Regions from separate parts of the Mus musculus genome. Here all the other regions are linked to region 1. A link is a contact called in public Hi-C data. All regions are on one chromosome and are shown on one strand. Each heading gives the region's core, a stretch centred on a gene start, on an enhancer-like site or on the middle of the called end of the contact. The rest is flanking DNA. Distances are from core to core; before and after follow the strand shown.

Region 1 (3,959 bases), core at 933-3,432:
ATAAAAATATACTTTAAAACTTCCAAGAGGTGAGAGTACAGATGTCACGCCACCCACAGTTGCTAAGAACACAAACAAATGAAAAAAAATCAGGTAAATGCATAGAAATACCCCTGGAGTATGCAGAGCAGAGTCTCCAGATCTCAAAAGCATCTCCCACAGTGTAGTCAAGGATTTTACCCAGGGCTGTCTCAGTCCATCTCCTTCATGCCTATGTATTAATTGCACATTTTTTAAATCTACTTTAGGGATGTCTCTCCCTGACCTGCCTTCCTGTCCAGATTGATCCTCTTAATCTTCCCCAAGAAAAGATTCCCCCGATGACCAAGGATGTTGAACATTTTTTTTAGGTGCTTCTTAGCCAGTCAGTATTCCTCAGTTGAGAATTTTTTGTTTAGCTCTGTACCCCATTTTTAATAGGGTAATTTGTTTCTCTGGAGTCTAACTTCTTGAGTTCTCAGAAAATTGGACATAGTACTATCTGAGGTCCCAGCAATACCACTCCTGGGCATATGTGCAGAAGATGGTCCAATATGTAATAAGGACACCTGCTCCACTATGTTCATAGCAGCCTTATTTATAATAGCCAGAAGCTGAAAAGAACCCAGATGTCCCTCAACAGAGGAATGGATACAGAAAATGTGGTACATTTACAGAATGGAGTACTCCTCAGCTAGTAAAAACAATGAATTTATGAAATTCTTAGACAAATGGATGGATCTGGAGGATATCATCCTGAGTGAGGTAACCCAATCACAAAAGAACTCACATGATATGCACTCACTGATAAGTGGATATTAGTCCTGAAGCTCAGAAAACCCAAGATACAATTCACAAACCACATGAAACTCAAGAAGAAGGAAGACCGTAGCGTGAATACTTCTATCCATCTTAAAAGGGGGGAACAAAACACCCATGGCAGGAGTTACAGAGACAAAGTGTGGAGTAGAAACTAAAGAAATGACCATTTAGAGACTGACTCACCTGGGGATCCATCCCATATACAACCACCAAAACCAGACATTGTTGTGGATGTCAACAAGTGCTTTCTGACAGGAGCCTGATATAGCTGTCTCCTGAGAGGCTCTACCAGTGCCTGACAAATACAGAGGCAGATGCTCACAGCCACCCATTGAGCTGAGCACAGGATCCCCAATGAAGGAGCTAGAGAAAAGAACCCAAGGAGATGAAGGAGTTTGCAGCCCCATAGGAGGAACAACAATATGAAGTAGCCAGTAACCCCAGAGCTCCCAGGGACTAAACCACCAACCACAGAGCACGCATGGTGGGACTCATGGCTCCAGCTGCATATGCAGCAGAGGATGGCCTAGTTGGTCATCAATGTCCTATGAAGGCTGAATGCCCCAGTGTGGGGGAATGCTGAGGCCAGGAAGTGGGAGTGGGTGGGTTGGTGAGCAGGGGGAGGGTGTTTTTCAGAGAGGAAACCAGGAAAGGGGATAACATTTGAAATGTAAATAAAGAAATATCCAATAAAAAGAAAAGGAAAGGGAAGGGAAGGGAAGGGAAGGGAAGGGAAGGGAAGGGAAGGGAAGGGAAGGGAAGGGAAGGGAAAGAAAACAAAAGAAAAGAAAAGAAAAGAAAAGAAAAGAAAAGAAAAGAAAAGAAAAGAAAAGAAAAGATCCCCTCCCCTAATTCCTCCTGCTGTCTTTTCAAACTCAATCTGAATATCTCTGGTTGTTTTATTTGTATCCCATATCCTGGTTGTTTTCTTTCCATGGATGCAAGTCCTCTGAGGTCAACAGTTTGTCTTTGTTTTTGTTGCCAAGCAAATGCTAAGAGACAACAGTTGACCCTGGGGGGGGGGGGGGAGAGAGAGCGAGCAAGGGTGGGAGGAAGGGAGAGAGAGAGAGAGAGAGAGAGAGAGAGAGAGAGAGTGGGAGGAAGGGAGAGAGAGAGAGGAGAACACTTCCACTTCACACCTTTGGTGTCCTTTCATCCTTTACTGCTACCCAATAATGTTAATCCCTCACTTAGCAGTTGAGAACACAGAGGATTGGATAGGTTAAAAAGGTGTCTGTGTTCATAACTGTTAAGCAGGGAAGTCAAATTGGAAGCCAGGGGTTATCTCACTTGTTTTCTCACCCATGCCTCCAGACACTGTACATGGGTGGGGTAGGAAGCACCCACAAATGCTCGTCAATCAAACAAGGAAGGAAGAAGTAGATGGGGAGGAACCTGCCAGTCTTCGGATATGTGCCTGTCTCTGCTCCACGTAGAGCTTCAAGTTCTTTCTAGGTAGTGGCTGCACAGTGAGCATAGCCTGAAGGAATTAGAGGCTGCGTGCTGCGCCTGGCTAGCCCTCACTCTTTCTCCCAGCATTTATAAGCAGGCTGCTGTGTCCTGGACAGATGGCATAGGAATAGAGAATAAAGCAGATATTTGCTCTGTTCTTTGATAAGATGGTATTTACTGGCTTTTTTTCGAGTCTAGGGAAGAAGATGTTGCTAAAAGAATAACAATAGTTTGCACTCAGGGAATGACCAACAGAACATTAGAGGTGACCAGTAAGGTAAGTCCCATGCTGAGCATGAATAAGCGTCCCTTCAGAGAGGAAACCAACCGAGCCGAAGATCACAGAGAATAGCCAGATGACTCACCCATCAAAATGGGAAGCTCTCTCTGGAAAAGATGGTGGCACCAAGGAGACCTAAACCACAAATCCACAGAGGCCCTTACCACACCAGGGACTACGTTCTTGTTTCTTGCTGCTTGTGGTGGCTTGGACCCTGTCAGCCTGCCAGGAGCTGGAGAGGCAGTGAAACAAAACGTTAGGATCCCCTCAGACCTAGACTCACTTTGTCTGCCTCTAAGTCAGTGGTTCTTGATCTTTCTAATGCTGAGTCCCTTTTTGTTGTGGTGTCTCCCCCAACGTAAAATCATTTTCCTTGCTACTTCATAACTGTAATTTTGCTACTGTTATGAATCATAATGAAGAATATGCAGAATATCTGCTATGCCACCCTTTGGGGTCTCAACCCAGAGGTTGAGAGCTGCCACTCTAAATGAAGCTTCCCCGAAGCAGCAGCAGCAGCAGCAGCAGCAGCATAGATGTGGGCTCTGGGCAAAGTGGAGGCAATCACATTTTACTGTCGCGGAATTGTGAAGAACAAGGAGCTACTGCCTGTGACGTCCCTAGACCAGTGGCTGGCTTATAGTAAATGGTCAGTACCGGCTGGCTACTTTTATGGGGCTTTCAACAATGACTCTGTAAATCCAAACTGAAGCATCCAGTGATGTTCAGAAGGAAGAGACTGTGTTTACATCTCACACAGTTCTGAAATCGGGCGCACAGTATCATTTATCGTGCACTTTCTAACAACCTTAGTGCCAAGATGACAGTTGCCCATCACCCAGAGAGAGAGAGAGATTCCCCGGAGCTGCCGTTTATCATTGTTCTCTACAGCCGAGCATCAAGGAGACCACACACTGTGCTCTGTGTCTATGAATTTCACCCTCAACTCTAAGGGCTGCAGGAAAATTATTCTTCTAAGGTCACAAAGTCATATTTGTTTTTACTTACCAGCAAATTTATCAGAACCCATGACCTACTTGTGGCACATGAAAATATTATTCTTACCTCAAAAGTAAATATTTTAATAAAAATCATCTAATATTAAAATGTATATACACTGTAAAAATAATAATTTTATGCAAGTAATTTATAGCAAAATGCTAGACCTAACTTTAATGCAAAATATTCTGATTTTAAATCTATTAAAAAGATGATTTTAGTATAAACATATTTTAACGTGAAAATTTTTTAAGTTACAAATGGTAAAAAAAGTATTTTCAAAATTTCATGTATTTATTATCTTATTATTTATTATACAGTTCTTCTTGCTATTAAAAGCTTTAATTTGCCATATTTTCTATACAGTGCCTTAAATACAAGAACCATAGCAATTAATATTGAGAGATGGTTCTTAAACTGGCAGAGG
Region 2 (3,959 bases), core at 768-3,267, 980 kb before region 1:
ACATGGTAGCTACTGAAACATTTACATATAAATTTAATTTCAAAATCTGGTTATCCAACTGCACCCTTTACCTAAATCAACAAAAACTCTCACAGCTTAAATTCTTGTTCACTGTGCTTACATTTTAATGCTGTCCAGAATTTCAGCTTTGCTGGTTTATTTTTTCAAGTAAAAGGATTGCTCAGTATAACAGTCCATGCAGATTTAACTATGTGGCTGCTATTTTCTCTGCTAACCATTCCTTGTTGAAATACTGCTATTCTTTCCTGGTTTATTTCTTTCTGAAATATTGTGTTAAGAATCTTTGCTTTGGGTCTAGGGACATCACAGGTTTGCTCAACTCTGTATCATTATTGTCACACATCATTAAACAATCTGTATGCTAGCCCTGCACTGAGTCAGGTGACAGGACTCAAGCTCTGCCTTGTCATGATTCTGGACGTTGGGGAAATGCTTTTATATCGCTGGGACTTAGTTTTTCTTTGGCAGGTCATCGTGAATGGTCTCTAAAGGTCCTTCTATCTCTCAGAATCTCAAGTAGGACAAAATGGGTACACAGAACATTAGACTACATAGAACAGAATGGGCTTGTCAAAGAGCATCAAGTGACTGAGAAGGTGAAGAGATGGGAAAGGAAAATTACATCATCCATGCTCCTTATGATTTCAACTTCCTGAATTTCCCCAGGATTCATGATGTACTCACCATGCATTCAAAGATGAACCTTCTATGTGGCAGCTTTAAAAACAGCTGCCTCTGTGAGAGCCCTCCTGCTCACAAATCTCAGATGTTTGACCAGGTGCTGGAGAGAGAGAAGGGCTTCTCTCCAGTTTTTGTGATGGGAGACTCAGTCATACTTTAGTAAGCTTATACCCTAAGGCTTAGTGCACTGGGTGTTTTTGTTTTCTTGACATCTGCTGAATGAAAAAGTGAACTTGTTTTTTTTTTTTTTTCTGTTATTCTTAGAATATAAATGAGGACAAGATGATGACAGAGCATGAAGAATGATTAAATGCCAAGTGCGTAAATGCGGTCTTGCTCCCTTGTATCTGATTCATCCATCCCTTTCTCCTAGAGATCTGTACTATCCACTCGCCCCACTTTGGATTATACCTGCATTCCTCATGGTGCCTAAGCAAAGAGTGATTGTGGTGTTTGAGAAATAGTCATAGTACAAGTGGAGAAAAAGTGTCAAACGAGGGTAGAATTCCACCAGGCCCACCTCAATGGACCTACTTACTTGGGTCTAGCATTAAAAGGCCACACATACACACTCATACACAGAGAGACATGTGTGTGTTCCCATACGCACACATACACACATACGCACACTCACAGACGTGTGTGTGCACGTGCGCGCGCGCACACACACACACACACACACACACACACACACACTTCTGCAGAGTTCAGAAAGAGGGTGCTGAAGTGGTTTGCGAACGTGTCAGAAGTTGAGCTCATTTGTGTTGATGGAGTGGGGGCTTCATGTTCTTGCAGCATAACTCGCTCTGAGAGGCATTCCCAGTCTCAGAGGACCATATGGAAAGCAACTGGTGAAAAAATGAATCACAGTAACTGGGCTTAAAAGGAAACAGAGATCATCTGACTCCGAAAGAATTCCACACAGAGGCAAGTTAAGTGGAATGAGAAGTTTATTGGATTTTTAAATATAAAGTAATTCTTTTACAGAAAAAACTGTGATTTTCATATTTATTCTCATTGAGCACTGGGGAAACACAATCAAAACTGATAGAATGTAAATAAAATCATGTTTTAATATAATTGAATAATGTGTAAATACAAAAGAAATTACCCAAACCACTTTCTTGTAACACAACTTCTGATTTTCAGAAAGGATTATGTGTGCTCCCGTGGGGATGTCAGCGATGGTTTATGAGACAGCAAAGATATGCAATTTGCTTACACTGTGAAAATACCAAGGCTCTGTCAGGATCATGCAGATGAACAATGTCATATCCTCTATGCGTCTGTGTAGCTTTTCCTAAGTTGGAAATGTTACTGAGTCTTGAGGCTGCTGCTGGTGAGGCTGTGATGGTGGCTAGCTAGGAGGAAGTGCCTGCTCCCAGGAGATAGGTTTAGCACAGGGAAAGCCTAACAGCTTTTCTCTCCTGTCCTTACCCTGTCCCATTAAACATGACTTAGCTTTCATATCAAGCTCTCTCTCATGGCCACAAGTCACCAGACTGAAACTCAGAGCAAGGCCACACTGTGTCTGTCTCAGTTTGTTTGTTCCCAAGGAGGAGTACCTGTGTATCCCAAAGACTTGAGGACAGCACACAAGAGATTTTAGAATTCTTTTCTAGCACTGAAATCTGATCAGGTCAACAGCAGAAAATTATTAGTGTTGAGATTAGATAGAGATCAAAAGATAGGTAACAGGAGAAATGGGAAAAAGTACTGCCCACCTCTAAAAAGAAAAAAAAAAAATCAACCTGACTCCAATCATGACGTTCCTAAAGAAGTACGGCCATAGCCCTAAAGCTACTCACCAGTCCTGTTCCTTCAGATCTCGTGGGTTGCTGGGATCATACTGGGCAGAGTGGCAGACAACCACGATGGCACTAAATCTGTCTCCCACAGTTTGTCCCCTCTACTTGCATTTGGTACAACTGAGTAGGAGTGGTGGCATTTCATGGTAGCTTGGTGACCACTAGGGCATCACTAATGTCCTTTCAGGAAGGCTAAGTGGATGGGGCGACACATCTTACTTTCCTCACAGGCATATTCAAGGGAATATGGAGCCAAATGACTTAGAAGGAAAGGAAGCGACTTGGCAAGTGTAATCTGCCAGCTGGTTGAGTCAGACGACACATTGAGAACAATCTTTTTTGGAATCATGTCCTCCGTTCAACCCTTGTACGATCATACGGTATCTCCATGTACCTCAGCACATCTACCTGGCTCACCTCCGAGCACGACTGCTGGGTAACCACTCACCCTCCCAGGCTATGCTGCTGCCTCCTCAAAAATACCTAGAGTTCCTGTCGCTGACAGAGAGAGCTCCAGGAACAAAAGCCCTCAAATAGCATGGACTGGTATTCTTAGGAGCTGGAGTAAAAATGCTTCAAGGAGCTGGCAGGGATGCCTGGCCCCCTGAGCTTACACTCCCTATAGCCAAGACGTTAGTTTTCTCTATGTTAGCCTGTAAGATAAAAGAAACCTGCTGACACTCAAAACTTAGCAATACTTAGTTTTTAAAACACACATGACACATATTAATTGCCTTTCCCTCTCCTGATGAAATGTTCATGATTGTATTATTTCCATGAAATACGGGTTCCTCAGCAATTTGCCACTATTCCTGGGATATAAATGCAAAGTGGCTGTGTCAGCAGGAAGTGCAGGAGACTCTTGTTTTAGCCCATTTCATGGTAGCCACTGAAGGGGAGATTGGAAATGAGCCACCCTCTTCAATTTGGCGATGCTTCCTTATCTCAGCACCTACCCCTGCTGATGGTGTTTGTGAAGCCCGAACAGTGTGAGTCCGGGTACCGTGTGTACATACATATGTAGGAATAACGTTTACGTTGCTCAGAATAGGCACTCTTTGAAGGCAGCACATCTAAAAGTAAAGTTAATAGAGCCTATATTTAGCACCCAACTTCTCACTTTGCTGATGTGTACGCTGAACAGAAGATCACAGATTTGAAATCAGTCTCGCAGAGGCCGGAGTCGGGAAATGGCTATATTCAGAGCTGGGAAAGTCTTGCCAACTCAACTGAAGCTGTTAAAAAGGCAGAGTTGGAGAAGGTGCAATCATGTTTCTCAAAGGTGATGGCACAGAAAGAGAAAAGCCTGCGACAAAGCCATGGAATAAGAAGCCTGTGCGAGCAGCTCAGGCAAGATTACTATCCCTGGGCTCTGTGCCTTTGTGTAACGTCTACTTTGTGGCAAGGGCTTACTACTTAGAAAGTTCACCTCATAATTGCACACATGCC
Region 3 (3,959 bases), core at 818-3,317, 920 kb before region 1:
ATTCAACCCCCAGAGAAACTAATAAACTACAATATTCTCAAGGTAAGACCTAGATTATTGCCCCCAAAGTTGCCCAAGAGTGGTTTTATAACCTTAATATGTAGGGATCAAGCATAGGTTAGATAATAGTGCTATCATGAGAAGAAATGTTACACTACTATTAAAATCCAGATTTTGAAAGGACACATCTAATAACATATTGGAAAATATCTTTAGGAGTAAAATACATTATATACAAATCTATAAACATGTCTAATATATGAGAATATATATTATATAATATATAAACAAATATATTTTGTATATGTGAATATATGACTGCAATTTCATTTTAAAAATCAGAAAGATAGGGCTGGAGAGGAAGTCAGTGGTCAGAGCACTTGCTACTCTTCCAGAGGACATTAATTTAGTTCCTAACACCCATGTTACGTGGATCATTGCCACCTCCAACTCCAAGGAACTTAACATCCTCTTCTGGCCTCCAAGGGCACCCATCCAAATGTGGCACACACACACACACACACACACACACACACACACACACTCATACACACACTGACACAAATCTTTTTGAAAACGGAAAGGGATGAGTTGGTTATTTATATTTAAATGTTTATGATTCAAAGTACATGTGAGATTACACGTGACTTGAAATGCAGTCCAGAATTGAATGTCTGTAAAAATATGAAAATCACAATGGAAACCACTGGAAACACTATGTTGTAGTGTCAGGATCACCCAGAGAGCTTTAGAGAAAACTGTCCTAACAGGCTTGACATAGTGCCTGTGCGTCAGCTCTGAAAATGGCCAAATCTAGACGTGAGCATCATCGTGCTGGCCAGGAGGATGGAAATGGCCTGGAACTCAGAGCATGTTCAAGAAGCTCAGAACTAAAGTCTAGCAGCGTGGGAAACAATATTGGTGCAGTGGAAATATTAGTAAGAGCTACACAGAAAGAAGGCTGGAGAGAAGGGTCAGGGGTTAAAAGCACACTAGAGGACTCAGGTTCAAATCCCAGCATCCACATGGAGGCTCACAACTGTCTGTAACTCCAGTCCTGTGAATCTAACCCCCTCTTCTAGACTCTATGTCCACAAAGCACTCAGGTGGTGTATAGACACATGCACAGACACAACACTCATGCACATAGACAATTTTTCCCCAAGAGCTTCATGGAAGGTAATGCAATCACTCTACTTGTCTCGTAACTACTCCTGAATGCATCACAACCTGTAAAGACACTGCATTCACTTTTTGATTGTTTTTAAACAGAAACTTAGATTTTTCTTAAAAATTTATAGAGAAGTGTTGTATTTTAATTCTCTGAAACATTTAGAGTGAGTTCAGCTTAGTGGTCTAGGTTCACTCCACGGAAAGTTAAACTTACCAATAATAATGATGATGATGATAGTAATAATAGTAATAGTAGCAGTAGTAGCAATAATAGTGATGACAATGATGATAAACCTTCAAGAATACTGAAAATAAAAACTAGTCTTCAACTCAATGGTAGCACACACGCAGCACACATGGATCCAGTCCTGAAGTCAGGACTTTCTGATAGGACAATTCCAGGAAATTGAGCTGGGGATCTGCTAAGGTGGGTGGGCACATTAGTGAGGAAAAGCAAATGTGAACAATAGTGTAATAGTTCACACTGGGAGTGTGAGCACACCGGCTCCTCCTCTTACTAGCCAGCACACAGCCTTGCCCAAACAAGACAGAAAGATACGCACTCTTTGTTTTTGCAGTCATAACTTTTAAAGTACAATTTGTAAATATCTGACCTAAAATAATAACAACATGGACTTTTCTGTGTCTCCTCTGGCCTTTTATCTGTTGAATTCACACCCACTACACATGAACATTCAAATTTACATTCCAGTCACCACCATAATGAATTTCTAAAGGGAAATTTTTTGACCTTTAACACATAGGCAATGATTCACTGCTGACAGGGCTTAATGTGATGGATTTAGAAATCTGATTACCACACTTCCTTGGGAGACTCAGCTCAAAACAAAACTAACCCTGTTGCACAACAGTAAAAATGAGCTCCGAGTCTTGTGGATTTGCATGTGTAGCTGAAATCACAATGCGCAACCTTCTGAGACCTCTCATCTACTGCGACTAGAACAAGATCTTCCTTTTCTGATAAAATGCCAGTTTGATCTGCTTACTGTTTAGCAGCTGCAGACAGACTTTTATTCAGGCTGCAGTAGCACACTCAAAGCTTTCCGATCAACTGGAGAGTTTGCTCTCAAAATGCTCAGCTGCTTGGTCTCTACCTGGCTCTTCCATTCGTCCTCTGCCCTCTTGCCCCTGGGATTATGACTACGCATGTGTCAATCTTCCTGCCTTCACATCTTCATCTAGGGTTCTTATCCTTGTCCCCTCTTTCCCACTAACATCATGTGCCACAGACCTTCCCATCCTCCCTGAGGAAGTGTCGCCAATTACCCAGTTCGAATAAATGCCTTCCTCGTGCAATCTCTATGTCCACTTAAATGCTTTCAAAATCGGCTTTTATTTATTTTACAACTTTTTTTAAAAAAAAGTTTCCTTCTGACAGATTTCCAGAGAGCCAGATGTTGCACACAATAGGCTTTCAGGTATCTTTTTAAAAGTGGGATTCTACGAAAGTGGTTCTTTAGAGACAGAGATGAAAACCCTCGTAGGTTTTATAAACACACACACACACACACACACACACACACACACACACACACACACACACAGAAATTCATTAGAGATAAGGAAAAATTAACATCAGTCAAATTTGCATTAGAATCAGAACAGTCTCATGGCAAGTTATTTTTCTTGTCTTTCAGAAGTCAACTGAACTGAACACAGACTTGGCCCTTTTGGTTGGGAAGAATGCTGACACACAATATTGTTCACAAGGAGTTGGGTGCTTCAAGGACAATGACATTTGTGCATGGAAACGCCTACCTTCCACTTGCCCGGAGGCCGATTGTAAACATGTTAAACAGTTTGCCCAAGGCACTCTATTCCAGACTGCCTGTCATATAAACAACATTAACAGTTTTGCTGAAGAGAATAACTAAGTGATTCTCACCTTACTTTCTACTTTTTCCAGGACTCCAGAGTAATATCTGTCCAGCTAGCATGAACTATGAAACCCTAGCAATTGCTGGGAGGCTCGAGGGAGGAAATAGCTAAAGGGAGAAAAGCAGTCACTGAAACTGCTACAGACACAAGTGAAGATGTCTTGACTGCCAAAAGAGACTCCCTAGGCTTCCCACATTATTATTCATAAGAAGAAGGAAGCTGCCAGGCCGGCAGTGAGCACACCTTAAATCTCAGCATCGAGAGGCAGCGGCAGAGGCAGAGGCAGGCAGATTTCCGCGAGTTTGAAGCCAGCCTGGTCTACAAAATGAATGAGTTCCAGGATACCCAGAGTTACACAAAGAAACTCTGTCTTGACAAAAAGCAAAAACCCAAACCAAACAAACAAAGAAAAGAAAGAAAAGAGAGGAATTAAAGAACATTAGTTGAAAGTTAGGAAATTTGATACTCAGCAGGGTAAGCAATGAATTAAATCACTCTGTTTGCTGGGTTTTCATCTGTGTATGTTTGCTCAATACAGAACAGCCTACTGTAGAAAACGGCTTCAAAAAGCCCGAACTGGAACTGTTAAATAGAGGTCCGAAGGTGACTCCTGCACAGCCTTCCTTTAAAGTGAGTCTGGACACTGTCTTATACTATAATATGGTCCTTCGCTTCAGATTAGGTTTTGGAATTTTAGCTCTAAGATAAACACATGATCTGGTTTTCCATTTTTGTTCTGTACACACAGAAACACTGTAGTCTTTTCAGACTCGAGCAAAACGTCTCACTTACCACAGCCCACAGGAATCCCAACAGGGCTGGGTGCTGTTTTGGGGTTGGGAGTGGCAGTAGCAGCAGAAGTACTTGTAAAATGGAAGAAGGTGTGA
Region 4 (3,959 bases), core at 914-3,413, 880 kb before region 1:
ATCAAGCTTTGAGGACCTCAAGGCCTCATATTCCCTGAGCTCTGAGACCATCGGGGTCCAGGAGTGTGCCAGAGGCTGGAAGGCAATGTGAGCTAGAGACACAAGTCAAGGAAGACCTCTTTTGAAGGCTTTGCTCATGGGCCTTGGACTCTGGCCTAGTGCAATTACCCAGTTAAAAAGAAAATTCAAGCACACACATACACATACAAACAATCAAACGCACACCTTACTGACTCTAGCTCAGCCCCCCTCTCGGAATGTTTTTTCACTGTGTGATCACGAGAGGTAAGGAGAAACTGTCATTCTATATGTTCAGAAACGGAAGCTAAAGAAACAGAGTAGATGCTGAATGGTGGCTGGTTGTAATTTGATTTTCTCCATCTTTACACTCATTTCCTTTTGTATTTTCCAACCCCAAGTGAAAGGTTATATTACTGAGGACCCAGGAGCTCATTTCAGACAGAGTTTCAAGGTAGAATTTTATAGCTTAGTCCCCCCTCCCCCCTCCAAGTCCACTCCTTTCTTTTTCTACTTATAGGAAATTTAAAGCTATGGACAATTTGTTCTGGTGGTGCAGAGCAGTTCAGAGGGCTTCGGCAGTGCAGACGTTACGCTGTAGATGGCTAACTATTGTCCTTCTGTCCATTAAGAGCTGCAAGATGAATAAGAAAGAAAACAAGGAATAAAGAGGCTCCTTTCCTATTCTCTTTCCATCCTTTATCTTTAAAGTAGGAACTTTGCTGAACCACAGCCAGCAATTCACTCAGCCTAATGAAGTGTATAAGTAATGGGATTATATTTAAATATAAATCTTAAACCATTATTGCAGTGGCCTGATGCTGACATTCATCCAAACTCTGTCAAACACTGGCTGGTGAGTTCATGCTTCATTTAAAAATAAACAAACTGGGGCAGGAAGAAGGTTCTAGCATAACATTTCAGAGGCACTGAACCTGGAAATACGAGACCCTTCATTCTGGTCAGAGCTGAAGCAAATGCTGTCCTGGTTCACGGTCCTACTGAAGTGGGCAGAGTCCAGCTTTCCCCAGGGATCACTCTGTCTCTGTAGACACATAGGCTTAGTTATTTCAAAACTCTCCTAAAGAGGGAGGGTCTCTGAAGGTACCACCAAGGCTCTTGGTTTCTATTCATGCTTCTACCATTGCCAAACATGTGAATTCAGGCAAATCAACAAACTTTCTCTGGCTGTTAGCTTTTCCAGCCATAAAACAACAGCACTGAATTAAAGTACTTCTTTAATTTTAGTTCCTTCTGGGCCTTAAATGTTCTTATTCAAATACAATAGAAATTGGTATACTTTGGGATAAGAGTTAGGGGGAAATGTTATAAATGTTATCAATAAGGACTTCCTGTTGCTCTGGTCAGTCAACTAGGAGGTATGTGCTTCAGCTTCTCTGTCAGTAAAGTACTGCCCAGTGTCCACAGGAGGACAGAGCTATATCATTAGAAAAGGTAGCCATAGATTGGACATACTGCTGATTATGAATGAGTGGCTCTAAGAGTGGCATACAAGTGTCAGGCGGGCTCCAAAGCACCCTAAATTCCGTTACACAGACACAATTTCCAGTGTTGCCTAGTTGCTCAGTTTTTCTTACGGCTTTTATGGAAGGGCTATCTCTCATGTATTCTTTAAATCTAACCTTGTAACTTTTATCTTGTCAGCTTTTTAGGCTTTGTCCTACCACTTTAGATTTAATCATGTTTTATAGTCTACCATTGTCTATAAATGTTTATATGTTCTATATTTACAGCTATGAAACCCTGCATGTAAACAACAGTGCACACTGCAAAGATGTGCATTAGAACCCCATGGGTATGACAGAAGGAAGTTTGGGGACTGTGATGAGAACAAAGAATCCAGTGCATTTCTAATAGTTTTTTGTTAAACCGGGTAACAAGTATGTGGACCTTTATATTATTTGTTATGTCTGTGTCAAAAAAATAAAACCTACATAATTGTGCAAACATATATGCATTTAGCCTTTTCTTTTCTTTTTGTTTTCATAGTCCTACTTCAAAAGTTAAAAAGCATGTTTAGAAAAATACAAATATAAGAGATGATCGTGCACATTCCTAGATTCAAGGGTAGGAAGGCTGGCCTTATTCAACTAAACTAGTTTCCTCATTTTATTTAGAGCTGGCTTTGTGCTGGGGTGGTTGCTTGTTTTTAAAAAAAGGCATGATAGGCTGGAGACGTGGCTCAGCTGTTAGGAGTATTTGCTGCTCTTGCAGAGAACTTGGGTTTGGTTCCTAAAACATAGGCTCACAAACACCTGTAAGTCCAGTTCTAGGGGATTTGATGCCCTTTTCTGACATCTACCAGCATGGTACACCCATCACGCACATGCACACGTACACACACATGCACACACACACACACACATGTATGCATGCATGCAAGCACGCACACACTCTTTAGAATAATTAAATCCTAAAAAATTTGTAACAAATTTATGAAGTATCATTTCAGTGAAACGTATCCATGGAGAGAATTACACTCATATTCTCTCCCTGCCCCAATGTGCTATATGAGTTTAAACCAAGTATTTTAAAGGCTGCTAATATTGTTCAAATATTGCACTCATCAAATAATTGAGAATATTTTACTATGTGGCATTCACTTTACCACTCCAATTTATCACGCAGCACTGAACTCAACATTTCTTTTAGGCTTTCTCCACATGTGCAGTTAGATTAGCACTCCCTCCCTGAGGCAGGCTAAGTTAGGGTCTCAGAAGGCTGAGGGTGGAGACACTGCAGGCATCATTTGTTCTTTGAAGATAGGAGAAACCCTGTTAGTGACATTTCCTCGCCTTTTCTCAGGTAGCACTTCTGACTTTCATCTACATTGGTGAGGTTGAGGGTCCCCCCCCCCCCTTGCATATTTTAGATTTACAGAAAAAGCATCTTTCCTATGAAACATGTGATTTTTTTTTTTTTTTGAGGGAAGGTCTACTGCACCCCTGGCTGGCATTGAACTCCTAATCACCCTGTCTTCACCTCCCTGGCTGTAGTTACAGGTATGTGCTAGCATACCTGGTTTATGAAGCATGGGTTTTGAAATTAAGGTTTTGTGCATGTTAGCAAGGCTACATTGAGAAAAAGTGTACTAGGATTAAAGCATTTTACTCAGAGCAAAGGAGCCTAGGTTCAGTGGAGAGAAAGGAAATGGTCTATAGTTATGCCCACACTTTTTTCACCCCCACAGTTTGTAACATTTGTCTAGATTTATTTGTACCGCATTCATTAATTCCCACCCACCTCCGACCCTTCCCCATGAGACAGGGTCTTTTCTAACCTCAGCTGGCCTTGAATTCACTGTTATAGAATATCCTAGAATTTTTTTTCAGTTACCAACAACTTGTCATGAATGGCCTGCATCCCACCCCTTCTTTAGGCAGCATCTCCTATGAGCATCAAGGTATTTTCTGTACTCTCCTTACAGTGGCTTCTGTGACTTAGACCTCCATCCACGTCCTCTGTCTGGCAGGCATTATCATCTTCCTTCCGTAGTTGAAGCAGTCTGCACAAGCAGGGTGTTTGTTTACTTAACTTTTCATTTCTCGGCTGTTATCTTGGCTAGTCAACTGCTGGATTCAGCTACAGTTCCCTTTCAGAATTTGTTTGCTTTTTCCTTTTGGACAGGGTTTCCCTATGTAATCAAGAGTGGCCATGAACTTGCAACATACCTACTTCAGCCTCCCAAGATGTAGGACTAAACTGGTGTACCATATGTATTTTCCTTTTAGATTTTGATTTGATAAATGTTTTTCTAAATATTTTATGGATATCGGGAAAATAAATTTCTTTATTATACAGTCAATGTATCTTTTAAAAAAAATTTTTAAATTAATTATTATATGTGTGTACACTGTAGCTGTCTTCAGACACTCCAGAAGAGGGCATCAGATTTTTGTTGTGGATGGTTGTGAGCCACC
Region 5 (3,959 bases), core at 430-2,929, 860 kb before region 1:
TGCCATACCCACTATCACTCACCGGAACATTTGGGATAAAAATGGTGTCAATTTTAAGGAAACACACTTCTCGATTTCTTTGTTAACATTTGAATAAAACATGAGAAGGCTTCTACTTTCCTCTTCCCCTCCTTCATTCAGAGAAAAAGTCCCTTCACAACCTTACTTTGTGTGTGAGAGGAAATGGTTGTCCTTGGCTACCTTCAGACTGGCAGAACTGCTCAGTTACAAATATTAAAGCCTAAAATCTATTCTAATGAACTCTGGTGAGACTCATATCTTCTAAGCTGCAGACAAATGCTTGGTAAAAGAAAACACGAAGAAACTGTCAGAGTTGATCAGCCTGAAAGAACATTAGAGACATCTGCAGAAGAAAGCATACAATTCTATAGGAGGGGCATGGCTGGGCCAGAAGGAACACTTTCTGGACCACGTGAGACTCTGGGAAAAGGAAAATTTCCTAGGAGTCACAGATGGAGGCTGGTCACATCCTCTCTGCTGTGTGTTCTGTTGCTGTGGTCACCATATGACCAAGAGGCATTTGGGGAGGAGAGGTCTTATCTCACCTTAGAGTTTACAGTGTATCATCAAAGGAAGCCAAGGCAAAAACTCAATACAGGAACTTAATGAAGAGGCTGACTTCAGGCCCATCCTCAGGTACCTTCCTGCAATACCTTCTGTCATCTCAACACAAACTTAGACATGCATTTCTGAGAAGAGGAAATCTCGGTTGAGGGACCCATCTCCATCAGATTTGCCTGTGTGCATATCTATGAGGCATTTTCTTGATTAATGGCTGATGCTAGAGGACCCAGCACACCATGGGCAGTGCCATCCTTGGGCAGGTGGGTCTGGTGTGTATAAGAAAAGGAACTGAGCAAGCTAGTGAAGAGCGTTCCTACATGTTGTTTCTGTTGCAAGTTCCTTTCCTGGCAAGCCAGTAAGCAGCATTCTTCTCTGGTTTTGCTTTAAGCTGTCTGGACTTTGTGTGCTGTGACTAAAAGCATGCACTCCTATGCCTTGCCAGCTACCTTTCTTATACAGCTGAGGCACACTCTTCTTACAGATGGTACATCCTGCAGCCTCCCCCAAAGGAATCGGGAGGTTTTCCTAAGGACTCCTTCAGAGTTTAGTTTTCCAACCCAAGATACATTTTGTAAGATAAGTACATAAACTGAATCAAGGCTGAATCAGGTGTGGAGAAAATCACTTAGTGGACATTTCTGCATAGCCTTTCAAAACATTATGAAAGTGGGAGTGGGTGGGTTGGGGAGCAGGTGGGGGGAGGGTATAGGGGACTCTCGGGATAGCATTTGAAATGTAAATGAAGAAAATATCTAATAAAAAAACAAACTTGGAAATGGCCATATTCTCCTGCTGTCTGTGGAGCATTTCTGAGCAATCACTCTTGTACTGAAGTTGTTCCTTATTTAGGCTATCATATTCAGTAAACACTGCTAATTTTATAAGATGACTAATACCCATGTGCCTAATAACGAGAGAGACAAGTCAAAGGTCCTCCCTTACTGAGCTTATATGAAGCTCAGAAACCACGTAAAGCCATAAAACTAAACAGAAACTAGTAATATTTTCTTGTATCGCTATGTGATCCTATTTGAAGTCCATCTTAAGCAAGAGATACACAGAGGGAGTACAAAGTCAAAGGTCTTTAGTGGCTGTTTGGACCATCAACACAGCTTGGCTCCACCAACATACTACTGAGTTCAAAGTGGAGACAGTTACAACAAATACAGCTTGCTTTATTTCTGAAACAAACTGTGCACATATTTGCGGCCACCCCACTAATTAACCTGGAGATTGCTCCTTTCATCTCCTCCGTGGTTTTCTCCCCCTAGTTACCACATGTTGGGGTTATTTTTTGCCATCTGGGATATATTCAAACTGTTCTCTTATAGGCACCAGAGAGAGGATGGTACAAGTGATTAAGAGACTGAGGAGTCTGACTTTGTAGAAAGATTAAAAGAGCTATATATGTAACACACCGGGGCTGGAGGATGACTAAGGGGTGCCATGATGATGGCTATAAATATCCGCAAGGTGTAAACACTAAGGAATAATTTAGCTTGTGGCAGGTGGTTCAACTAGGAGGGATGGTGCCTCAGAGAAGAGAGATATTTATTAAAGAGTAACTTAGGCACTTCAGAGGTTCCCCATGGGATTTGCTGGAGGGAAACATGAAGAGCAACTTCAAGAACAAGGCAGTGGGAATCGGAGACATGGGCTGGCCAAACTCTTGCTTTTGTAAATCAGTACCTGATCAAGGAAGATGGAGAGGTCTTCCAGCAGTGCTCTGAGGATGGATCCTGAGGACTAGGTGGTCCTACTGTCCACTAAAGCAATAAGGAGAGGGGGCATGAAGGGCAGTGATGAGCCCCTTCGTCTGTCTTGTCTATACCACCACTATCCTTAGGATAGCTTCTGAGGAACTTGCCAACTCCAAAAGATTGTAGAAGAGATTTGCTGAGCTAAAAATCTTGGAACAATATATTAGAGGGTTCTTTTTTTTTAAATTCATGCTTATTCAAAAGATTCTAAACCATTTAGAATAGGTACTAAAGTTATACTTGAATGAACTATTTATTGACCTACTTATGTGGCAGCCTAGCAGAGACAGCAGTAACCTTCATGCATGGCTTGGTAAAAGGCTTTCTCCCTTTTACACATACATGGAATTTCCCAGCTAGCTTTCAAAGCCTGAATCCATTGGCTCCCTGCTACCTTATCAGGATCCTGTGCCCAGCCTCTAAGCCTGCTTTTAGAGGGAATTTCATTCTTATCTGAATCTTGTGGTTTGTCATGTGGCTCCTGAAAGATGTTCCATGTGTTTCATATTGCTTCCCTCTGAGACACTGCTTTCCACATACAACTTTGAACACTGGATTGGTAAAAATTCACAGAGTAATAGAGGAATTCTCATTAAATTTCTAGTAAAATTGAAAATGTTTTAATAGAACAGTTCTTGGGCAAATGGCAACGAATCTTAACATGTAGCTGGAACAGGTAACACAGAATGTGAATATCCACATAAACAAGTGTCAAGTGATTACTGCACAGAGCAGGCATTGGAACTCACCGAGAAGAGAAAGATGAATGGGACCTGGCCTTTGCCTTCTCTAGAGCTCATGGGCACACAGTTGTTACATAACATATAGATCCAATCAGGGCAGATTTAGAAGGGAAAGTGTGGACTCAGGCTTTGAAAACCAAGTGGGGAATTCTGTATTAGGGGAAAGATGGAAGACACACAGTCATGGAGCAAGTGAGAACACTGGCAGTCTGGACCTACTGACCTGTGAGGAGGGAGGAACTAGGCTGCAGCCCTGGGCCCAAGGCAGGGCAAGGAGGGTTTCTACAGAAGACCAACCAATAAAACACTGCCATGTAACAAAGTGGATATATGTCTTAGGCCTTAAACATACATGCCTATATGCATGTTATAATAACACCTCTAGATAAAAGTGGAGGAAGGGCACAGAGGAGCAAAGAGGGTGATAAAAGAGCTCATAAGCCACTGCCTTATCTTTAATCTGCAGGCAAAGACAGAGAAGCTCTGAAAAGTTAAATCTCATCAACTATCACACAACAAATATTGGTATTCTGTCTAAACTACACCCCAACAGTTACCTGGCAAGAGCGAGGTAGTCTGGTTCACTATAAGAGGGGCTGCTTGTCCAATCCTCTTACTCTTGCCTTTCTCCCTTGCCTCTTTCCCCTGCCCCCGTTCCCCCTCTCTCCCCATTCCCTTCCCCCCTCTCTCCATGTAGTCATGGTTGGCCTCTACTTCTCTACTTTCTCCTTTTCTCTGCCTCTACTACCCTCTTAACTCTCTATTGAGTTGCCCTGAATAAACTCTTTTCTACACTATACAGTCCTGTGGCTGGTCTCTCAGGGGTGTGGCTGGTCTCTCAGGGGTGTGGCTGGTCTCTCAGGGGGAAGGG
Region 6 (3,959 bases), core at 468-2,967, 810 kb before region 1:
GAATCACAGGCACAGTCTGAGCATCTTCACCATCCTATAGCATGTTTTCAACAACACATTAGAGAGACCTGGTGAAAAGAAAGGAAATTGTGTTTTCCTTTCAGTGTTGTATAATTTTGATTTCATATTAACATGCCTCAGGGAATAAAATATGTATTTACATAAAAATTCTGGTAACGGCATTTTGAAAAGTAATTAAATGAAACACCAGATTCTAGCTGCTAAGGGCTCCATCTCTAATGCTAGGGATATGATAAGACCTAGGCTGTCTACCCTTCCAAACATTTTTATTCACAAGCTTCCAGTGAGAGGCCCAGCTCACCTACTCACTACATCTTCTGGATCTTACTTAGCATTGTACTGGCTAGAATAACTACAAGGACAAGGTTAGTGTGCTCAAAAATGTCAAAACCTATGCTTTCTTCTTTTCTGCTCATCTTTGACTTCCAACAATGTCCAATGGTGAATTTAGCAACTAGGCTCCAAAGTTTTACAAGCCAAATAGGTAAATTTTTAATAACCTGCTGTTCATATTAAGTGTGCTGGATGGAAATTTAGGAGTAAGGTTCAAACTTTTCAAAGCTTGAAAAGTATACAGATTTATCTGGTAGAAGACTGTTTATTGATATAAAAATCAAATCTGTCTAGGATACTGCTTATATTACTCTACATTGTTTGCTTTTGTGATATAGTCCTGTTTTGTAACTCATAATGTTCCTGACCTCTGGATCCTGCTGTGTGGGATTTCAGACATTCACCACTACACCCCAAATTATGATTCTGATGGTATAATACCTATGTATCTAGGAGTATAAAACCAAGACTGTAGAATATATTATTTAACAAGTTAGTTTGGTCAAAAAAAAAATTCTAGGACAAAGGCTCAAAATTCCCATGACAAGTGGAGGATGGGCTTCTTGTAGATGAAGAGATACAGCCTGAAGCTAACCAACTTATCTTATCTTGACAACTTCAAGCCAAGGGTCCCTTGAACAATGTCACAGCTGACTGGGAATGGTGTGCAGGGAGGTTTCCAGGTCCATGTTCACACTGTAATTGTAATGTCTCTGCATTTAAAAATTAAGATTTCTTGATACACAGCCCAACTATGTATGCACTTACATTGGCTTTATCAAAGTGCCTATAAATATATACATAAGTAGAGTCACAAATGCAAGTGTCTTGCTCTACACTCTCAGGCCTAACTCTGTAAGTATTCACACTCTGAACATATTTCAAGGCTGTTCCCTGCATTTGCAGTCTTGTGATTCACTTCTAGATTAGGAAATAATCAGGGTGTATAGTCAAAAACTCAGGCAGGAAGGCAGATGGACACAGCAGCCCTTACAAACTGTTTCCCTAGGATACCAGGCAGAAGCAGGATCTTAACCAAGTATGGAACTGGCAGCCGGAATTTGGAAATAGAAACTGAGCTGGGGACTGGTGGGAAACCCCAATAATCCATCTTCCAAATGATGTACAGGAGATGACATCTGAGTAGGGGGCATGCTTTGTGGGGTGGAGTTCAGTAAGTCTTAGAGAACAAGTGTTTCCCCAAATGATAATTTCAGTAAAAAGAACCACACACAGCTTCCAGCAAGTCTTCGTAGCCATTTATGAGAAACGAAAAGAGAAAGAAATAAGTCTACATGGAGAAACCATGTCCAAGGCCTGACTCATGGTCAAATGCAGAACCAGACTTGTGAATCTGCATAGACTAGACATCCCATTACCTTATTACCATCTGTCTACCCCGAGCACCAAAATAGGCTTTTACAGAGTTCCTGGGCTACTCACTGCATTTCCACAGACTTTGAAACATCCTACAGAACTTAAGATCTCTTTTGTACAATTTTCAGTGACTCACCCTACCCACATGCACTTTAGATTAAAAGCTAATGTTACTTTTCTCTTGTATTTTATCAGATTATTTTAACATTCCCTATGAAAGACAGAGACAGGGAGATGGGCAAGGAGACAGACTCTGGTCAGGAGGGATCTATGAGTGCAGGTGCTCATAAAATCCAGTAGAGGGCGTCAGATCTCCTTGGGAATGCAGTTCTGGCAGTTATGAGCTATCAACCCTGGGTGCTAGGAACCAACTCACATCTCCTTCAAGAGCAGTGAGATCTCAACTGCTGAGCCACGTAGGACATCATTTGTTCCCCACAGCAATCCTTTTAAAGATTTTTCAATTGTGTGTGTGTGTCTGTCTGTCTGTCTGAATATGGGAATATGGGAAATGAATATAGTTCCCTTGTATTTTACTGTGATCTCAGGGCACTGTGTGCCTTTTTCTCATTTACAAAGATGTGTTAAAGAACACAAGAGATAGTTTCCCAAGAAGAGAAAGTGACTGTGCAAACACCTACACTATGCGGCCAATTTCAGTGTAAGGGTTCGTGTGTTCTAGGCACAGGGCTTAAGGCCGCCCTTCCCTGGCTGTGGTGTTTGTGTCACCTCTCTCCAGTGCTGAACCTTGGCTCCCATCTCAGTAAGAATGGTATTCCATTAGGGTCTCGTGGCGATTAGTGACATGCTGTAATATTCAATACAACTTAGTCATCAATAAAGGCTTTACTCTGCTTCCTGCCATGAGCTACAATCAGGACGGAAGCAAACTTCTACTAGTACCAGGCTCTCGTCTACATTAGATGGGTCAGCTTTCTCTCTTCCCACAGTCTTTACACTTGCTGACATCCCAATAACAAATGTCATGTGGGTGCCTGGTCCAGCAGAAGCTATAAAAGACACCAGAGCATGGAGAACCTGAGGAGGAATTAAGAAGCCTCGGAAAGTGTGAAGTGAGGGATGTATGGTATGCATTTGTGTGCACTGACACATGCCCATCAGGAAGAGTGGGTAAAAGAAAGCCCTATTCCCTGAAAGTCACACCAACCGCATTACCCTTGGATTGAAAAGTCAGTGATTTCCTGCATATGCATCACGCATTTAAATTTGGAAGCAATTTTTCCTCGTGAGATAGTTCATGCATTGCTATTAATATAGAAAATTCCCAGAAGTCAGTGAAGAAAGGTTATGGATCTAGAAAGCTAGGGTTCAAGTTTTTGTTTGGCCACTGTGTACCTTTGAAACCCTGAGCAGGTCCTTGGGACTCAGTTTTTTAACTTGAAAAGACACAAGATACAATATGGACTTTATGCACTTTGGATGATTATGGTGAAGCCTGAACGAGGTAATAACTTGATTCCTTCAGCTAACAAATCCTCCCTGAGCTTTTCCTTCTTGCCAAGTGCTGAAGTGAGGCTCCAGCAGCCAACATAGCAGCTTCTCCCTTACAGAACTCAGCTTGTATATGAATGTGTGAGTTTGTTCAATATAAGCAACACACAGACACAAAATGGATACACATACACATTTATACTACACACTTATGTGCATAGCATAGGATAAGTGCTGAACTACACAGAAATGCACGTAAAAGAACTTTGTAAACAACAAAAGGCATTCAAGTCCAAAGTGCCTATTCAGCTCCACATAGTAGGACAGGCCTGCATGCAAGGATTTGGGAGTTTGAGTTTTAAATATTATTAATTCAAGTCCAGCCTGGGCTACATGACATCCTGTGACAATATCTATTAATATTGTTATAGTAGGGATTGCAATATAAACTTTTCTAGAAGTAATCCATCCTTGTGTCTTCCCATAAATGTGTACTTTTTTGAAAAGTACATTAGGGGGCAGACCCATAAATGAATCAGGTAAGTTAGAAGTAGATCTGGCCTTCAGAAGGTTTATAGATCATAAAGACAAGGTGCAAAATAAATTCATACTGTCAGTGATATAAGTCAATACAAGGAAAGCCATCTCAAAGAGTGTGCAAATACATGGCCATTCTTGGATGTGGAGAGGAGACTTCTGGAAAGAAAGTGCAGTTTCAGGAGCAGCAAAGCTTGTCCTGGCCACGAAACAAGGCCTGGAGACCCTAGGTGGTTCCC

What was found. A called contact is a pair of places that touch in the nucleus more often than the background predicts.
Region 2: a contact with region 1 is called in a Hi-C map of bone marrow-derived macrophages, with 9 read pairs. The contact joins two enhancer-like sites. A contact is called at or near these places in 1 of 484 Hi-C or Micro-C datasets (bone marrow-derived macrophages) and 3 of 115 datasets of contacts at active chromatin or transcription factors (CD4 T cells, embryonic stem cells and regulatory T cells).
Region 3: a Hi-C map of bone marrow-derived macrophages shows a contact between it and region 1, with 12 read pairs. The contact joins two enhancer-like sites. A contact is called at or near these places in 1 of 15 datasets of contacts at CTCF or cohesin (the NIH/3T3 cell line) and 1 of 484 Hi-C or Micro-C datasets (bone marrow-derived macrophages).
Region 4: a Hi-C map of bone marrow-derived macrophages shows a contact between it and region 1, with 12 read pairs. The contact joins two enhancer-like sites. A contact is called at or near these places in 1 of 15 datasets of contacts at CTCF or cohesin (the NIH/3T3 cell line), 1 of 484 Hi-C or Micro-C datasets (bone marrow-derived macrophages) and 1 of 115 datasets of contacts at active chromatin or transcription factors (embryonic stem cells).
Region 5: a contact with region 1 is called in a Hi-C map of bone marrow-derived macrophages, with 14 read pairs. The contact joins two enhancer-like sites. A contact is called at or near these places in 1 of 484 Hi-C or Micro-C datasets (bone marrow-derived macrophages), 4 of 115 datasets of contacts at active chromatin or transcription factors (CD4 T cells, embryonic stem cells and oligodendrocyte precursor cells) and 1 of 9 other capture datasets (embryonic stem cells).
Region 6: a Hi-C map of bone marrow-derived macrophages shows a contact between it and region 1, with 12 read pairs. The contact joins two enhancer-like sites. A contact is called at or near these places in 6 of 39 promoter capture datasets (the C10 cell line, cranial neural crest, frontonasal cranial neural crest and 3 more), 2 of 484 Hi-C or Micro-C datasets (B cells and bone marrow-derived macrophages) and 4 of 115 datasets of contacts at active chromatin or transcription factors (T-cell acute lymphoblastic leukemia, bone marrow-derived dendritic cells and embryonic stem cells).

The regions. Positions count from the first base shown.
Region 1 is chr16:24,015,149-24,019,107 of GRCm38.p6, reverse strand. No RefSeq gene overlaps it. Among named protein-coding and RNA genes, the nearest start is that of Bcl6, 28 kb to the right of the region's middle. Within about 2 kb of position 2,182, at least 28 of the 459 cell types and tissues checked have an H3K27ac peak or open chromatin away from gene starts, as enhancers often do. A contact at or near this core is called in bone marrow-derived macrophages, where this site is marked.
Region 2 is chr16:24,990,254-24,994,212 of GRCm38.p6, reverse strand. Lpp (LIM domain containing preferred translocation partner in lipoma) reads right to left here. Exons shown (of 13, transcript NM_178665.5): 13 at 1,635-3,959. Among named protein-coding and RNA genes, the nearest start is that of Gm52245, 51 kb to the right of the region's middle. Within about 2 kb of position 2,017, at least 21 of the 459 cell types and tissues checked have an H3K27ac peak or open chromatin away from gene starts, as enhancers often do. A contact at or near this core is called in bone marrow-derived macrophages, where this site is marked.
Region 3 is chr16:24,931,994-24,935,952 of GRCm38.p6, reverse strand. The region is part of intron 10 of Lpp (LIM domain containing preferred translocation partner in lipoma); the gene reads right to left. Gm52245 (a long non-coding RNA gene) reads left to right here. Exons shown (of 3, transcript XR_003951917.1): 2 at 1-42; 3 at 2,832-3,338. Among named protein-coding and RNA genes, the nearest start is that of Gm52245, 7.4 kb to the left of the region's middle. Within about 2 kb of position 2,067, at least 74 of the 459 cell types and tissues checked have an H3K27ac peak or open chromatin away from gene starts, as enhancers often do. A contact at or near this core is called in bone marrow-derived macrophages, where this site is marked.
Region 4 is chr16:24,897,450-24,901,408 of GRCm38.p6, reverse strand. All of the region lies in intron 10 of Lpp (LIM domain containing preferred translocation partner in lipoma), which reads right to left. Among named protein-coding and RNA genes, the nearest start is that of Gm22672, 15 kb to the right of the region's middle. Within about 2 kb of position 2,163, at least 4 of the 459 cell types and tissues checked have an H3K27ac peak or open chromatin away from gene starts, as enhancers often do. A contact at or near this core is called in bone marrow-derived macrophages, where this site is marked.
Region 5 is chr16:24,876,836-24,880,794 of GRCm38.p6, reverse strand. All of the region lies in intron 9 of Lpp (LIM domain containing preferred translocation partner in lipoma), which reads right to left. Among named protein-coding and RNA genes, the nearest start is that of Gm22672, 5.4 kb to the left of the region's middle. Within about 2 kb of position 1,679, at least 35 of the 459 cell types and tissues checked have an H3K27ac peak or open chromatin away from gene starts, as enhancers often do. A contact at or near this core is called in bone marrow-derived macrophages, where this site is marked.
Region 6 is chr16:24,820,464-24,824,422 of GRCm38.p6, reverse strand. All of the region lies in intron 8 of Lpp (LIM domain containing preferred translocation partner in lipoma), which reads right to left. Among named protein-coding and RNA genes, the nearest start is that of Mir28a, 5.4 kb to the left of the region's middle. Within about 2 kb of position 1,717, at least 6 of the 459 cell types and tissues checked have an H3K27ac peak or open chromatin away from gene starts, as enhancers often do. A contact at or near this core is called in bone marrow-derived macrophages, where this site is marked.